Linked DNA regions of Arachis hypogaea: region 1 is linked to region 2. A link is a contact called in public Hi-C data. All regions are on one chromosome and are shown on one strand. Each heading gives the region's core, a stretch centred on a gene start, on an enhancer-like site or on the middle of the called end of the contact. The rest is flanking DNA. Distances are from core to core; before and after follow the strand shown. Region 1 holds the start of LOC112720024 (cytochrome P450 86A1). Region 2 overlaps LOC112720018 (pentatricopeptide repeat-containing protein At4g20740).

Region 1 (2,700 bases), core at 133-2,632, 230 kb after region 2:
GTAACCGTCGAACCCTTCGGAACGAAGGTGCCATCTGGCAAAACGTCGTCGTTTAATGCGTACTTAAAATCCTCGGGAACTGATGGGTATAAACGCAGCGTTTCGGAGAGTGCGGCTTTGAGGTAAACAAGCTTCTCCGCCTCCTCGAAGTCGATAGCATTCTCCGTCCAGCGACAGCGATCCGAGCCGCGAGAGGCGGAGAGGACCGCCGTAAGCTCGCGGAGGATGCGATCTTCGACGGCGGGGTGGGAGGAGACGAGGTGGAAGAACCAGGAGAGGGCGACGGAGGAGGTGTCCCTGCCGGCGAGGACGAAGTTGAGGGCGATGCGTTGGAGTGCGGCGGCGGAGAAGGGGTTGCCATCGCCGTCACGCTTGCTGGTGAAGCGGGAGATTAGGTCGTCGGAGGATGACTTGTCACGATTGGAGACGACGACGTTCATGTAATCGTCAACGACCTATGCATGGAACAGTGAAACACATGCATATTAATTTTTCATAATAATAATAATAATAAAAAAAGTTGACTTGGCTGACCTTCAAACTGTCCATGAGCCTCTTTTCGGAACCAATGCATAGAAGCTTCTTGAACCTCCACAAGATCCCAGGGTAATACAAAAGCCTATGCAACGTAGCTTCAGTTGCAGAATCAAAGGCATTGCAGAAAGGGTTTTCAGGCAAATCCGGTGACAAAGTTTCTGGGTCCTTCCCAAACGTGAGTCCACAAATGTTATCAAAAGTCAACCTGAGAAGAAGGTCCTGAAGGTCCACCGCTACACCCTCCTTTGCTGCTTTATCCAAGATGCACCACAACCGGTTCTTGATTGTACGGTTCACCCATCGGCTCATGGCATGCTTTAGGGTTCGCGTCGTGAACTCCAAAGCCGCCGTCTTGCGCTGAATCAGCCACGTGGCACCGTCGCTGTTGAAGATCCCTTGGCCCAAGAGATCATGGAATGCTGTTTGCCAATTGGGCCCTTTCGGGTAATTATCAAATCTGACTTTGAGCACGTGCTCGATGTTCTTGGGATTGGACGTGACTGTGTAAAACCCTTGCTTACGTGCCAAGAAAGGAAAAGGGAGGATACAAGTCTGGTATGTGGCCGAACCAGAAACTTTGATTCGGCCTATTAAATTTAGGGTAATCCAATCATGAACCCGATTTCGATTCATGAAAAGGATTGGAAGGCTTCCAAGGAAAGGATACACTCTCGGACCGGTTAGGGTTCGAGAGAAAAGGTGGAACCAAAGTAAATATGCGAATAACAAAGCAATAAGAGTATAGAGTAGAGGAAGTGTCTCAATTTCAATCATGGTGATGGTAGCTAATACACCTTTCCTTAAGTAATATTGTTGATGATATATAAAGATTATGTTACTATATGGTGTTGGAAGGAAATAAAAGGGTGAGATTGTTGAATTTATAGGGGCGACATGCATGAGAGGAGTTTAGGAAGGGTTGTTAGGAATAATTAAAGGAGTACAGTGTGGTGTTACTTGTTAGGTTGTCAGAGTCACAAGAAAACTTGCAAGTGTAAGAATATATACCATCCATGCATGTACGCATTATTTTTCCTTTCATCTTTCGGTATATGCATGGGAGATTCTGATTTTAATAATTAATTTAAAATTAATTAATTTTTTAAGTTGTTTATATTGTTTAATCTTTGTGTTCTTGTCTTATATTTTCTCTTATGCTTTCTCTTTAAAAAAAATATGGTAGGCATGAAAAAATAAATCAAGTATGACGTATGTTGACAAGTATTTTCAGTGTCAACAATAGAGCTCCACCAATAATTAATTAAACTTCTTATCACTACAAAAAATACATTGAATATCGTCAGATTTAACGTCTCGAGTTACTGTCAGTTTTATCGATAGATTTATGGAGATTTTGTACTAGAATTTGTTATGTCAAATAGTTATCAACGGATTAACTTTTTCGACAATAAATTTGTGAGTAATACTTGGCGGAAAATAGAAGACAATAAGCGCGAACTTTAGCTTCAGATTTACTGTTGGTAAAATTCGATGGTAAGTCATTTTAGTTAAATGTTGCTTTTTGGTAATACGCAAGGAGTTATCGTTGGTAAATTCCACGGTAGTCATCCCTAAAATAGAGAACACGAATATCTCTTCCCCTTCATTTCGAAAAGCCTCTCTCTCTAAACTCCTCTTCTTCATTTCTCTCTCTACCCATTTCCGCCGCCGCCACTTCATCTCCCTCTGTCACCGTTAGGTTTCATGCATCTACTTCTTATATAAATTATAATTTAAATTTTATTTACATTAATTTTGGAATTTGAGATTTAATTATTATATGCTAATTTAGGATTTAGGGTTAACTTAACGTAGGATTTGCATTTTGGTTATCCTATGGTAATTTAGATTTTATTCATATTTATTATTAATTATTATAAAATAAAATTTGTGTTGATTATTCTAGTTATTAAAATTGGTTTGATGATGAAGGAATTAAAATAAATCATATGATTTAGTGTTTGTTTATTTTATAAAGTTAGATTACTTTAAATATCTATTAAATGTACTGTGAATTTGAGTTGATTAGTAAAAACGATTGAAGTCTCTTGGTGGGTGTATTAGTATTTCAATCTTTGCATGTTAGTTTAGATGAATATTTAGTTTGGATGGAACCTTGAAGGGTGAAAAAATCTGAATTTTAGCGGAGATTCTGTCAAAATT
Region 2 (2,700 bases), core at 62-2,561:
ATATTTGAGTTGTTTATCATCTTCAGCCAAATATCTTTACTATGATAATAGTTGGATACCCTGCTCTTTTTTGTGCAACACTGTAACTTCGAAATAACCAATCAAGTTTTCCATTTTTCCCGGTAACAAGAAGGGTCAGCTACATTTACGCTTTGATAACACAGTGTCCATGTAAACATGATTTTAGTAATACTACCGGGAAGGTGGATCAGATGAAGGGATAAACCGGTTGCTAGGAATATGAGGAGACAAGGATAACTTTGAAGAACTTATCAAAAGAGAATGGTGTTGTTTGATCATGTAGCCTACCTCTATTGATAAGGCTTTGTTGTATCTATGTTGATACACATACATTTGAGATGCTTTTACACTACTGTAGTTTTTTACCACAAATCTAATGGCTTGTGTTCTTGTGCATATGCAGGTGGTTCATCATATATGGTGATATACCTTGATAAAGCATGTTAAAATTATTTGGGGAGAATTTTCAGTCAACTAGCTAAAGCCATGGTAAGATACTTAAGATTACTTTTTCCCTGATGTGCAAGGCACCTTGTAGGAAAAAAGCATTAATTTGTCATGGTCTCTAGTTTTATAACTAAGCTTAGGGTTTAGTTACAACTTTCAACAACCATAAAGTGATTCTTGTCTCCTCAACAATAACAGCCAGACAATATCATAATATTAATTAAGCGATTCTCTTCTCGAGGAGAAATTAGCAATTCATTAGTGTTAGAAAATTGCTTTATGACAAGACATTTGCATGTGATGTGACATGCTTGTTAGTAATTCTCATGCATGTCCATGCTATGTTTTTTTTTTTTTTTTTTTTTGGGACGGGGCATGTCCATGCTATGTTATCCAGCGATTATTTTTCCGTAGATAATTTTTTTTCTTTTTTGGGCCAGAAGTTTGAAGTTTCTTAAAATAGTTTTAATCCACAATGTGACAAACTCGTCAAGCCAACCCGTTAATCTGTTTAAATAGGTGGGTTTTTATCTCTAAAATTATATCCATTTAAATTTTGGGTTAAACGGGTCAACTTGTGGACTAAACAGCCCACTCGTTTAATTTTTTTTTGTATTTTTTACAAAAAATTAGTATTTTTAGCCAACATTCTCTCTTATCCAACCTAAAAATTTGATTCATTAACTAAAATGACTTTTTTTAATATTTTTATGTAAGTGATATTTTTTGTTAAAATATTTTTTTTAAAAAAGATAAAAGAAATGCGCAATCCCGTTTAACTATGGGCCTGGTTATAAACAGTCTATGCTAAAAAATTATGGTCCATAAATAAAATGGATTTAAATAGGTCAGCTTGTTTAACTCGCAGGTTTAGGCAAGTTGGGCTAATTCATTTGACTTTCCTAATGGAAACTTAGTCTTGGGTGCGTATGAGTGTTGTAATGTATGATATCTAAGGTTAGAACTTAGAAGCCGTCCAATCAATCCTCCTGAAAAAAAAAACCCAAAGATAATGAGATACTACCCTCGTAAAAGCAATAACTATGTGAAACATACATACATATGTATAGTTAAAAGTTGTCCTATAGAAAGTTTTGAATGTTTTTTTCACTACATTTAATTCATAGAAAATTAAAAAGTCTATATTTAACTTGTATTTTTTATGTATATTTTTTAATTATAGTATTATTAAAAAATATTAGGAGATCAATACTTTAGTGAAAAAAAATTGGAGAGTTTGAGGATACTTATTAAAGTGATCACATGAAGTAATCTCAATTAAAATCTACTAAAAAATATTTTTGTTTTCAAAATAATGAGCATGAATGTTCTGATAATATTCTCAGTCGTGACTCGTGACTAGTCTAGTATTCAGATATTATAGATAAAATTGAGTTAAAAGTCGCCATTTTCCATGTGTTTAACGACTTTTAAAGTGATAATAGTACGATAAGTTTTATTATCTTGTCTCTTATTTTATTTGTGATGAATTAATCAAGATAATATTTTTTATTTACAAAAACTGAAAAGGACAAACAATGCTATATCATGTTTTTTGGATTCTAATTTTTATTTAGCAATATCTGAAAAAAAAGGACTAAATGACAACCAAAGATAACCTAATTATTATCCTCCCCCAATTTATATTTCATAGTGAATATAAGGACTTTGTAACCTATATATTTAGGCATGAATAGGAATGGAAAATCAATTCACGAATGCTAACAATCAAAATTGGCCCCTCAAAGTCGAAGCAATCGCCGATGGAGACTATTAGGTGTGGCATCTAGATAGTGACTTGGACACTCCAACACCAAGATATTTTCTTACAATAGATTATTCTTTCATCTAAAAATTTCGCATAATTTAAATAATGTCTGAATTTTTATTATCATTAATTAAAAAAATTAATCCAAATAAAATATACATAACCGAGAGTTCTTAGTGAAAATTTATGCGTGGTACTTATATTATATGAAATTTTCACGGATATATTCGAGTGTTCTAAATTCTCTCTTCTTCATGAATAATTCATATTACAAAAATATCCTCTCATCCATGCATAACAACACTAGGATTTTTGTTCATAAGTGGCTGAGAATAAGGCCTATAACACGGAAAGTTATTTTGGTCAATATTAGGTTGATGATGTTATTGCTAGCAAAAGAAAACAAATTAAACAAAGAGCCACAATGTGCGTGTGACAAAGAGGGAGATTGAGATTAGAACAAT

Evidence for each region. Hi-C and Micro-C count contacts between places; a contact is called where the count stands out from the background.
Region 1: a Hi-C map of leaf shows a contact between it and region 2, with 6 times the contacts expected there. The contact joins the promoter of LOC112720024 here to the enhancer-like site in region 2. A contact is called at or near these places in 2 of 8 Hi-C or Micro-C datasets (both in leaf).

The regions. Positions count from the first base shown.
Region 1 is chr11:5,699,078-5,701,777 of arahy.Tifrunner.gnm2.J5K5, forward strand. It overlaps LOC112720024 (cytochrome P450 86A1), which reads right to left and starts at 1,383. Exons shown (of 2, transcript XM_025770818.3): 1 at 535-1,383; 2 at 1-455. The coding sequence starts at 1,311.
Region 2 is chr11:5,474,145-5,476,844 of arahy.Tifrunner.gnm2.J5K5, forward strand. It overlaps LOC112720018 (pentatricopeptide repeat-containing protein At4g20740), which reads left to right. Exons shown (of 4, transcript XM_025770811.3): 4 at 425-722. Among protein-coding and RNA genes, the nearest start is that of LOC112720018, 6.1 kb to the left of the region's middle. Within about 2 kb of position 1,312, at least 2 of the 3 cell types and tissues checked have open chromatin away from gene starts, as enhancers often do.